Linked DNA regions of Podarcis muralis: region 2 is linked to region 1. Evidence: chromatin contacts called from public Hi-C data. All regions are on one chromosome and are shown on one strand. The core of a region is the stretch at or near the end of the contact, and the rest is flanking DNA. Distances in the headings are between cores, read along the strand shown. Region 1 holds the start of STAT4 (signal transducer and activator of transcription 4). Region 2 holds the start of LOC114585314 (baculoviral IAP repeat-containing protein 5.1-like).

Region 1 (6,269 bases), core at 587-3,086:
AGCATAGTCGCATAGTGGCTAAGCTGTTTCCACAAAAGCCTCTGGTCAAATGAGTCTGCCATGAAATCACTAGGGGGCCTTAAGCAAGCCGCAGGCTTCCCACCCTGTCTGCAATAGGGGGGAGAATAATATGGGGCTGTTGTAAGGATTGCAGCTAGGTAATGAATATAAAGTAGGGACGCGGGTAGCGGTGTGGGTTAAACCACAGAGCCTAGGACTTGCTGATCAGAAGGTCAGCGGTTCGAATCCCCGTGACGGGGTGAGCTCCCGTTGCTCTGTCCCTGCTCCTGCAGAACCTAGCAGTTCGAAAGCACGTCAAAGTGCAAGTAGATAAATAGGTACCACTCTGGCGGGAAGTGCATTTCCGTGCACTGCTCTGGTTTCGCCAGAAGTAGCTTAGTCATGCTGGCCACATGACCCGGAAGCTGTACGCCGGCTCCCTCGGCCAAGAAAGCGAGATGAGCGCCGCAACCCCAAAGTCGGCCGCGACTGGACCTAATGGTCACTGGTCCCTTTACCTTAATGAATGTGAAGTACTTTCAATGCTCAACAGCATTCTACACATTAAGCATTTTACGTAACCCTCATGAATACAGGGTTCAAGAGCATTCCCTATACATTTTTGAGAGCGCTTTCTCCATCCCACTTTCTCTGTTCTTCAGGAATCGGAGTGGTGCTCTTTGGTTGGTTATCATCCAATGTCCTTTTAAAATGTCGGGTGGGAAGGGGGTAATTGGGTTGTTTGGGTTTTTATTTTGTGGTTTCTGTATTGTGCTTTTATCCTGCAAACCGCCCTGAGACCTGCAGGTATAGGACGGTAGACCAATTTAATTAATTGATTGATTATAATGTTAGGGGGGGGCAAAAGCTCCATTAGTTTTTTTAATTGATTTGGAGGGGCAGCTGCCCCCCTATGCCCCTTTCAGGGGAAATGGCAGGGCACAAATAAAATAAAGTGGGGTTTTTTGGGGGTGGTTACTGGGTGGTTGTTTTTTTTTTGTGGTTTTACATATTGATTTTATGTTCTGTGAACTGCCCTGAGACCTCCAGGTATAGGGCGGTAAACCAATTTAATTAATTAATTATAATGTCTGCGTGAGGGAGGCAAAACCTGTGTTTAATATATTTTTTATTGGTTTTTATTGATTTGGAGGGACAGCTGCCTCCTCCCCCCCCCCCCCGTACCCGTCAGGGGTTATGGCGGGGCACAAATATATTAATGTGCTTTTTGAAGGGTGGGGGTGATTGGGTTGTTGTTTTATTTTGATTACGTGATTTTTGTGGTTTTATATTTGGGTTTTACATTCTGTGAACCGCCCTGAGACCTCTGGGCATAGGGCGGTATATGAATCCAAATAATAATGATAGTAATAATAATAATGGTATTCTATGGCTGAATATTCTATGACAGAGAACACAGTGGAAAGGAGAAAAGAGAGAGAGACTGAAGAGAATCAATATTATTATTATTATTATTATTATTATTATTATTATTATTATTATTATCTCTCTCTCTTTTCGCCTTTCTGCTCTGTTCTCTGTCATAGAATATTCAGCCACAGAATACCATTATTATTATTATTATTATTACTATTATTATTATTATTGATTCTCTTCAGTCTCTCTTTCTGTCTCTTTTCTCCTTCCGCTCTGTTCTCTGTCACAGAATATTCAGCCATAGAATACTATTATTATTATTATTATTATATCTCTCTTTTCTCCTTCCACTCTGTTCTCTGTCACAGAATATTCAGCCATAGAATACTATTATTATTATTATTATTATTATTATTATTATTAATAGTAGTAGTAGTATTCTATGGCTGAATATTCTGTGACAGAGAACAGAGTGGAAGGAGAAAAGAGAGATATAATAATAATAATAATAATAATAATAATAATAATAATAATAATAATAATAATAATAATAATATTCTATGGCTGAATATTCTGTGACAGAGAACAGAGCGGAAGGAGAAAAGAGAGAGAGAGAGAGACTGAAGAGAAACACATCCTCAGCCCAGAACACTTCGGCCTCAGCAGAGGCTCCGCGGCTGACAGGGAACTCCCCGTTTTTCCGACCGCATTTTTTATTTCTTTTACACAAACACGCACCACACACACCCACACCCCGTCCCGTCCGCTCCCCTGACGCCCAGGAGCCCGGAGAGCCCGCCCAGCCACCCCCTGGACGCCCCTTCTCGCTCTATCGCCAGGCGCCGAAGCCCCTCTTCTCTCGGCTTCTGCAGCCCCTGAGGCAGGTGAGTCAAGAAGGCGCGCGAGGAAGAGAAGGGGGGGGGGGGGAGAGCCGGGAGAGGAAAGGCGGGAAGACGCCGAGAAGCGGGCAAAATTCACCTCAGAACTTCGCTTTTTCTCCCCCCCCCCTTTTTTTTTTGGCCTGAGGCGGAGCAGCATGTGGGCCCCCCAACCCCCCGCCACGTTTTATTATTTAATTTTAACACCGTTAAAGCATGTTATTTCTCTCCCCCCCCCCCCCACTCCTCACCCGCCTCCAGGGAACTGTAGTTCGTGTGAAGGTGGGAATGGTAGCTATGGGTGGCCGACTTGAGGAAAGTATTTGGGAGGGAGGCTGTCCCGACTAAGCTGGAAAACTGTCCCTTTTATTCCTACCCTCTGCTTCCTTTTACTTAACCAATCCACAAGAGGACCTTGCCTCTTATTCCATTACCTCTAAGCTTACTTGTATGAGGTACCTTGTCAGAAGCTTTGAGAAAGTCCAAAATATATATCAACAGGATATCACCTCTATCTGCAGACTTGTTGACACTTGCCAATAACTCACCTAAATTTGTGAACAGGACTTGCCCTTGCAGAAGCTGTGCTTCAGCAAGCCTGTATAAGCTTGATGCTTTTATCCTTAACAATACTTTCCACCAGTTTCCCCATCCCAGGAAGATATTAAGATAACTGGCTTGTCATTTCCAGGATCCCCCATTGGTTACGTTTTTGTTTTTAAGGTGTTACATTGGCTACTTTCCAGTCCTCATGTATGGAGGCAGATCTGAAGAACAAGTTACATATTTTTTGTTAAAATATAAGCAATTCCACAACTGAGTTCTTTGAAATCTGTTGCGTGGATGCCACCCAGATCGGGTGATTTCTCATTAGTTATTTTGTCAATCAGGGCAGGAACATAATCCTCAGATTCCCCTTCTGTCCTACATATTCTTTTCTGAAGAGAGTTGCAAAGAATTCCTTCAGTTTCTCCACAAACTTCTTATCCTCCTTTAGCACACCTTTGATTCCTTTGTCATCCAAACGCCTGCCTAGATGGTCTGCAACTACTAATAGATTCTTAAAAACTTAATGTCATCAGCAATGTGCTCCTCAAATTCTTTTTTAGCATCGCTTACTGTCTGCTTGCAGGGACGCGGGTGGCGCTGTGGGTAAAAGCCTCAGCGCTTAGGACTTGCCGATCACATGGTCGGCGGTTCGAATCCCCGCGGCGGGGTGCGCTCCCGTTGCTCGGTCCCAGCGCCTGCCAACCTAGCAGTTCGAAAGCACTCCCGGGGGCAAGCAGATAAATAGGGACCGCTTACCAGCGGGAAGGTAAACAGCGTTCAGTGCGCTGCGCTGGCTCGCCAGATGCAGCTTGTCACGCTGGCCACGTGACCCGGAAGCGTCTCCGGACAGCGCTGGCTCCCAGCCTCTTGAGTGAGATGAGCGCACAACCCTAGAGTCTGGCAAGACTGGCCCATACAGGCAGGGGTACCTTTACCTTTACCTTACTGTCTGCTTGCATTATGCTGGCATCTTTTTGCTCTCATGATGCATCTCCAATATATATAGAAAGGTAAAGGACCCCTACACAGTGGACGCTCAGGTTTCGAATGTGATCCGTGCGGGATGCACGTTCACAACCCGCAGCGGCGCATCTGCGCACGCGCAGGTTGCGATTCGGCACTTCTGCGCATGTGCAAAGTGTGATTTTAGTGCTTCTGCGCATGCGCAAACACCGAAACCTGGAAGTAACCCGTTCCAGTACTTCCGGTTTCGGCGCGTCCGTAACCCGAAAAAACGCAACCTGAAGCGTCTGTAACCCGAGGTATGACTATACAGTTAAGTTCAGTAAAAGGCGACTATGGGCGGCTGCGACACTCATCTCACTTCAAGCCAAGGGAGCCGCCATTCGTCCATAGACAGCTTTCTGAGTCATGTGGCCAGCATAACTAAACTGTTTCTGGCAGAAACCGTGACAGAAACCAGAATGCACGGAAACGCCGTTTACCTTCCCGCCACAGCAGTACCTATTTATCTACTTGCACTGGCGTGCTTTCAGACTGCTAGTTTGGCAGGAGCTGGAGCAGAGCAACAGGAGCACCCTCTGTCGCTGGGATTCGAACTGCTGACCTTCCAGTCGGCAAGCCCAAGAGGCACAGTGGTTTAGACCACAGTGCCACCCGTGTCCCATCTCCAGTATAAGCTCCAGTTGACTAGTTGAAACTCTAGTTTCTATTATTGTGTTTTTAAATGTCTCCCAAGCATTTTGAAGTGATTTGGTCGTCTTGACTTTGTTTTTCAACTTTCTTTTCACCACTCTCCTCATTGGGAGCAAGTTTCCTCTTTTGAAACCAAATGGTTCTTGATGACATACACATTGCTTGTGTTTTTCCATTGCCTGGGTTTAACAGAAAACAAACAAGTCAGCATTTGCCAGGGGTGGGGGTTTATTATTCATCATTGTCAAAGGCAACTGACTCATTTGTAAATGTGCTATACCTGTATTTTCCAGTGTAGATGAGGGGGCACTTAACCTGGGAGTAGCGCAACACTGAGTTGCTCAAATATCTTTTTTTCCCCAAAGAAGAATTGAAACAAGAAGCTGTAGAATCATATTTCCTTTGCAAACCCTCTATGCCCAGACTCAATTTTAATACTTGGTGGGTATTGTGGTGCATTCATCTTCATTTATTTGTTTCTTTGCATAAGTGGACTTTTCCATCTTGTTTGGTGATAAGAGTCAAATACCTACTAGTTTCCCAAATCTATAAATAAATAAACAAACTCTGCTGTGCCTTACAAAATTGAATATCTCCAAAAGTTTGTGTTCCCAGCCCACACAGAAGGCAATACTCTCTGCTTCTCAAACATCTAAGAATAAATCCTAAAGTTCTTTTAAAAGCACTGTTCATAACATTGTCCAGCTGTAGTTACTGAAGAGTGATTGAGCAGATGTAAAGGAATTTGTTACTCTTCTTTGGAAACGACAACACAAGTTATGCCCCAACATAAGTTGCACCCATCACACTCATAGTGTGAAAACAAGCAACCATCATTGAAAGGCCACAGAATATCAAGGAGATCTATCAAAATGCATCTCCCAAACAACACAAAGTGAATGGTAAAACAGTATACAGTATTCTGACAACTATAAATCCTGAATAGTTCTGATTTTGAACATGTCAAATATATTATACGTCATATGCATGTTTATTATTATGTAAAATAAAAGCAAGTTGGTATTTGAAAAGAAAAATGTTTATTTTCAAAATAAAAGTAAAACCTGGGCAAAATTTGTGCAGGCTGCACACTACAAATGTGTGATCATTTTGCAAAAGGTTATTCACCTTGAAGCAGCAAGTGCAATCTGGAGGAAAGAGTATCATATATATTCTACCTCCACTATCAAAGAGAATATGCCTTAGTACCAGTTTCTGGAAATTGAAGGTGGGCAGAGTTCTCTTGCACTCAATGTCCTACTTGAAGTCTTCTCATAGGCCACTGTGAGAATAGGATGCTGGACTAGACGGGTCATTGGCCCAATTTGGTGGGTTCTGCATATGTTCTTATACACTCCTGCATGATAATGTTTAATATCTCATCAAAACAAGCATTATTCTTTGTAGTATGTCTCAGTGGAATCAAGTCCAGCAGTTAGAAGCAAAATTCCTGGAGCAGATAGACCAGATTTATGATGACAAATTTCCCATGGAAGTCCGACATCTGCTAGCACAATGGATTGAAAACCAGGACTGGTAAGATCAAATGTTCTTTGTCTACATTTTTTTTAAAAAAATGAATTTATCTCCCTTATAAAGCTTGAATTTTAGGAAACTTTTATGTACAGGCAGGATATTGGGTGCATAGTTATTGCTGTGTGCAGATATAAATTCCAATAAAAAGCGTAAGCTTAGGAATATATAGAGAACTTTTTATTATTCTGATAAAATATTGCCTTTAATATAAAGCAGCTTTGTGCCACTTACCACATTTGTTCTCTGTTTATTTTTGATGAAAGTATTGATCAG
Region 2 (6,320 bases), core at 2,962-5,461, 180 kb before region 1:
CAATAAGGTGAACACCTTAGGCTTAGATCTGCTCATTGTGATATTGGATATCCCCACCTCCTTTCAAATCCAGACTGGTCTGCCATATAGTACAATGGTCTTCTGCAAGTAGGCAATTCACTATGAAAATTATGGGGTTAACAGTAGTAGCAGTAGTAGTAGTACCGGTAATAATACTTAATACATTCCAGAGGTCCATTCCTAACCTGAAACCGTTCTTAACCTGAGGTACCACTTTAGCGAATGGGGCCTCCCGCTGCCACCACACTGCTGCTGCGCGATTTCTGTTCTCATCCTGAGGTAAAGTTCTTAACCTGAGGTACTACTTCCAGGTTAGCAGAATCTGTAACCCAAAGTGTTTGTAACCCGAGGTGTTTGTAACCTGAGGTACCACTGTAATGATAATGATAATAATAATAATAATAATAATAATAATAATAATAATAATAATAATAATAATAGAATAGGATGTCCTTGATTTTCATGAGATAAATGTTGACGGGTATGATGTGCACAGAGACATAATCATATGGACACCATTTGCTGAATGTGCACTGATGTTGTAAGGCTCTCGTGAATTTTTTGGGTACGATGGCCGATGTATAAAACCTGCAGATTTCAAAGATCTATGGGCAAGGGCATTTCGTTTTGGGTAACTTATGGTGGCTGGCAGCCACTATGGATGGAAGCTGAGCTCGGCTCCCTTTCAAAAGTGCCATGTGAAGGTGACTGATATGTTCAAATTATCCTGATACAACCTCAGGGAAAACACTATGAAGATGCTATACAGATGGCACCATACCACTTTAAAACTTGCTAAAATGTATAAAGGCAGGTCACCAACATGCTGGAGATGCAAAAAGGGCATAGGGTCATATTTTCATATGTGGTGGAACTGTGTAGATATCCGTGAATTTTGGAACAACATTTACAGTGAACTCAAAAAACTATTTAAATTTAAAAAAAGAACAGAGATCTTCTTATTAGGTATACTAAGGACAGATCCTGAAGCTGAGGCTCCAATACTTTGGCCACCTCATGAGAAGAGAAGACTCCCTGGAAAAGACCCTGATGTTGGGAAAGATTGAGGGCTCAAGGAGAAGGGGATGACAGAGGATGAGATGGTTGGACAGAGTTCTTGAAGTTACTAACATGAGTTTGACCAAACTGCGGGAGGCAGTGGAAGACAGGAGTGCCTGGCGTGCTCTGGTCTATGGGGTCACGAAGAGTCGGACACGACTAAATGACTAAACAACAACAACAACAACCAATAGAATTTTTTAAAGTTATAAGACCACTGTTCATGTATGCGATCACGGCCGCTAGACTAATAGTGGCAAGAAACTGGAAAAATGAAACACTACCAACGCTAACAGAATGGCAGACTCTTATGATAGAGTACCTGCAACTAGCAAAACTGACGGGAAGAGTCAGAGGCGTGTCAAACCAGAAAGTATACGGAGAATGGAAAATATTTAAGGAATATCTAAAATTGTATTGTACAAACAACAATATACTTGCAGAACTAGATTGATACTTGTAAGCAAAAAGCGTATTAGATATTGTATCGGATTATATAAAAATAATATGAAATAATATAAATCTGTGCAAGGAAACATTGACAATATAAGCAGTATAATGAGCATGATTGGAAGTTTTGCATTGTAATTATTTAATTGTAATATATTGTATTTTCTTTTCCTTTTTCCCTTTCCTTTTATTGCTTTTGTTTTGTATGACTTGTTATCTATGTATATATGTTTATGTGGGAAACTGATAAAGATTATTTTTAAAAAAGATATGTTGAAATTAAATTTATTATGTAAAATGTAATAAAAATATTTATTAAAAAAACACATACAAAAGTGCCACAATCCACTGTTCCCCACTGTCTGGGAGCTTGGTGGAAAGTGCCACCAAAGAAAGTAAGTAGCGGAGGGGGGAGGGGGTTTTTTGGGTGGGGGAGGGAGGTCCATTGTGGCCTGGCCATTTTCTCTCTTATCATAGGCTTCATGTGGCAACGAAAGATATAGCAAATTGAATAAACAATCGGGCGTGGGGGGGGGGCGGGTCCTGGCCTAGGAGCCGAGACAGGAATAGAACAGGAGCAATCTATTTGAAGAACTTCCTAACTGATAATTTGTTATGTTGAAATTGTTCAATAAAAATATTTTGTTAAAAAAGAAGAAGAAGAACTTCCTAAAAAAATAAGAATCTCTACATTTGCCTTTGGCCACCTAACTATTCCAATTTGCTAAGAAAATAAAAATAAATTCCTTCCAGTAGCACCTTAAAGACCAATTAAGTTTGTTATTGGTATGAGCTTTCGTGTGCGTCCACACTGCTTCAGATACACGAAAGCTCACACCAATAACAAACTTAGTTGGTCTCTAAGGTGCTCCTAGGGACGCGGGTGGCACTGTGGGTTAAACCACAGAGCCTAGGACTTGCCGATCAGAAGGTTGGCAGTTCGAATCCCCGCGACGGGGTGAGCTCCCGTCGGTCCCTGCTCTTGCCAACCTAGCAGTTTGAAAGCACAGTGCAAGTAGATAAATAGGTACCGCTCCGTCCGGAAGGTAAACGGCTTTTCTGTGCGCTGCTCTGGTTCGCCAGAAGCAGCTTAGTCATGCTGGCCACATGACCCGGAATCTGTATGCCGGCTCCCTTTGCCAGTAAAGCGAGATGAGCGCCGCAACCCCAGAGTCGCCCGCAACTGGACCTAATGGTCAGGGGTCCCTTTACCTTTACCTTTAAGGTGCTACTGGAAGGAATTTTTTTTATTTTGTTTCGACTACGGCAGACCAACGCGGCTACCTACCTGTAACTAGAATTTGCTAAGAAGTCATACATTGTGGTTGTATTTGTCCCTTTTGTATTATTACTCACAGTTGCATGAATGGGGGGTGGAGTACCTGTGGCCCTCCAAATGCTGTTAAAACTTCTGCACCCTTCAGTCCTAGGCAGCATGGCCAAAATTCAGGAATGGGAAGAGCTGTAATTCAGCAACACCTGCAGGATCCTCATCCTGGAAGGCTGTTATAGAGCAATACGTACATTTCAACACCAGAGGGAAGCAAATGAATGGCTAAAGGGAAGGCACACCTTTAATAAGCATTTCTCAAACACAGCTCAATAAAATCCCAGATACAATTTCTTTTCAGAACCACAGGACAACCTAACACTCCTGAATCTTCATAACGAGAACAATCTATGTAGGAACTTGACCAGGAACCGTAGAGTTGTGGAGTTGGAAGGGACCACAAAGGTCATCTAGATCAACCCACTGCAATGAAAATATATTTTGCCCAACATGGGGCTCAAACACATCACCCTGAGATTAAGAGCCTCATTCTCTACCAGTTGAGCTAGATAGAAGATTGTGCAAGTAACGAAAATTAGGAGACAAGATCCTACTATCATCACCTTTGCCACACCCTATCCCAATGCACTCATGTTTATCTTTATTTTATTTTATTTTATTGAATTCATATACCGCCCCATACTTGGGAGTCTCAGGGTGGTTCACAGAATAGAATCATATCTATATGATTTTAAATATAAGTCATGTCAGGGAAAGGTTGCTAAGAAGTCACAGAATTGGATTCTTAAATGGAGACTTCCCTGGGCGAGAGCAACTCAAACTCCAAGTGCCTGTTTGGACGGCTCCCGACAGAAAATTAAAAACACGATAAAACATCGGGCATTAAAAACTTCCCTAAACAGGGCTGCCTTCAATGGTTGGACTAATCAGCCAAAGAAAGGACAGTTGTAGTGAGCTGGCTTTCTCCCTTCATGCCAGAAAGAAAACTTACAGAAACCTTGTAACTGAAAACTAGTGCCTGAGGGGTTTTTTTTCCCCTTCTCCCAGCAAGCCATTTTTCCTTTTGTGTTGTGTGTGTGTGTTATTGTAAGCATAAGCTTATTATTGATCATGCTAAGTCACTGCAGGAGCCTTTTCTTTTGGCTGAAAAGCAGAGTAAAAATATTTTTAATAAAGTATTTGAGCAGAACAAACCAAACAGGGCTCGGCTGCTGGGCTATCTCTTTAAAATTTTTTGCCACAGTTTTCCTTTTTCGACAACTGCAGATTGCTTTGGGGTGGGGCTCCCCCTCGCTCGTTTACGTTGATGTTGACAGGGGAGACCAATCAAGTCAGCTTCTTGCAGTGCCTTATATATAAAGAGGTAAGTCGTGACAGGGGAGCGCTGCTAAGGAGTCACAGAAATGGAGACTGTGCTGCACAAAGTCAACTCAAACTCCAAGTGCTTGCTTGAATATAGAAGCATGCATTATTATGAGAATCGCTTGAGCAGCTTTGCATGCTGGCCTTTTAAAGAGAACTGCAAGTGTACTCCTGAAAGTGTAGGTCTACTTAATCAATCAAATAAGAAAACCAGCTTTTGTAGGTCAGCCAGTGTGGTGTGGTGGTTAAGAGCAGTAGACTCGTAATCTGGGGAACCAGGTTCGATTCCCTGCTCCTCCACCTGCAGCTGCTGGGTGACCTTGGGCCAGTCACACTTCTCTGAAGTCTCTCAGTCCCACTCACCTCACAGAGTGTTTGTTGTGGGGGAGGAAGGGAGAGGAGAATGTTAGCCGCTTTGAGACTTCTTAAAGGGAGTGAAAGGCGGGATATCAAATCCAAACTCCTCTTCTTAAGTGCTGTTGAGGAGGGGAGTTGCGGGTATTTGGGGCTTATTCTTGTTGTTGGGGTTTTTTTGCGTGAGAAGATAAATGAGTAATTTTTTCTACCATTTGTGAATTTGGGCTGGGGGAATCCTGACTGGGAGGGTTTGGAATAGGTAGGTTAATTTTGGGAGGGTGATCATCTTGATCATGGCTATTTTGCCTGAGAGAGTGAAGTTGGTGTTGTTCCATCTCTTCAGGCCTTTGTTGATCTGTCATCACAAGGGGTTGTAGTTGTGAAGGTATAATTTGCTGAGGTTTCTGGTTATTTGTACCCCTAGGTATCTGAACTTGGTGCAACAAAGTTTTATCTTTGCAAATTATTTTTGGGCAGGGTGGCAGGGTGTTGAAGCACATAGCCTCGGACTTTGCAAAATCTACCTGTAGGCCCGGCACCATTGCAAATGCGTTGAGTTCTCTGATTAGGGAGGTTGCTGTGTTTATGGGGTCTGGTGTTGTGACCATTAAGTTGTCTGCCAAGAGCCCTAATTTATAGGTTCTGCTTTTTATTTCCACTCCCTTGATATCTGTGGCTGCTCGGATTTGGTTGCTAAGGGTTCCAGAGTCAGGATGAATAGGAAGGGAGATAGCAGGCATTCTTGTTTTGTGCCTCTTTGGATTGCTATGGTATTGGCGTCCATACTGTTAGTCCTGCATTTTGCTGAGACTCAGGAGTATATTTGAGGGTTTGTAAGAAGTTAGGACCAAATTTCATGTTAGTTAGCACTGCTAATAGGTATTACCACTCTAAGCAATCAAAAGCTTTGAGGATGTCTAGGGACATGATTGTCAGTGGGAGTTTAGTTGCCTTGCTGTGTTCAATCAGATTCAGTAATGGGGTCTGTTATATTGCGACCAGGGATGAAGCCAGTCTGGTCTGAGGCTTTTAACTTGTGTAGGAAAAATTTTAGGCGGTTGGCCAAGATTGACGTGAGTATCTTGTAGTCTTGGTTTATTCATGAGATTGGGTGGTATATTCTACTTTGAGGCTATCTTTCAGTGGTTTGGGGATGGAGACTATCTTGAAGAAGGTCCAGGGTTTGTTTTTTTTTAAGTGAGCAAAACTCCTTAAATTCCCAAAGAGAGTTTATCTCATCTCAGTAGCATTTTTGCTTGTCACTTTTGACAGTATCCTTGCAGGTTAAGGATGAAAAGGGTTTGAGCTACGCTCTGTTGCTCGCTTGCCTACGCCAAAATCCTGCATCATACTGTGGTTTTACCTTGTAGCTATTACAAATCCTAGAGGTTTTATTTTCTAGCTATTACAAACCCTATAGGTCAGGAGTGGGCAGAAGATAAATGGGGATCTGCTGCTGGATCTCAGGGACTTGAAGTAGATTAGCAAGGACTTCTGCCTCCCGAATGTCTAACCATAAAGACTAAAAAAGGCTTCCTTCTTTCCCTAAAAGGATCCCAGGGGCTGGGGAGAGGTGGAGAGGAGACCAAGAGGGGATTTTTATGTGAAAGGACTTGCACGCTTGGCTCTGCTACCTTGGCTAAGCAGAGAAGGAGGACAAAATATGATTCAATTTGCATTTAAAAGTGAACCTACCTAATCTGACTTTCTAAAACAATATGTAAATCAAAACAAGTCATCCTTTGAAATTCGCAGTTCTCTGGAGAAAAGTGTGTACTTC

Evidence for each region. A called contact is a pair of places that touch in the nucleus more often than the background predicts.
Region 2: a contact with region 1 is called in a Hi-C map of tail, with 4 times the contacts expected there. The contact joins the promoter of LOC114585314 here to the promoter of STAT4 in region 1. A contact is called at or near these places in 2 of 3 Hi-C or Micro-C datasets (blood and tail).

The regions. Positions count from the first base shown.
Region 1 is chr1:120,336,777-120,343,045 of rPodMur119.hap1.1, reverse strand. It overlaps STAT4 (signal transducer and activator of transcription 4), which reads left to right and starts at 1,836. Exons shown (of 24, transcript XM_077917375.1): 1 at 1,836-2,261; 2 at 5,868-5,996. The coding sequence starts at 5,869.
Region 2 is chr1:120,522,377-120,528,696 of rPodMur119.hap1.1, reverse strand. It overlaps LOC114585314 (baculoviral IAP repeat-containing protein 5.1-like), which reads left to right and starts at 4,211. Exons shown (of 4, transcript XM_028707845.2): 1 at 4,211-4,362. The coding sequence starts at 4,225.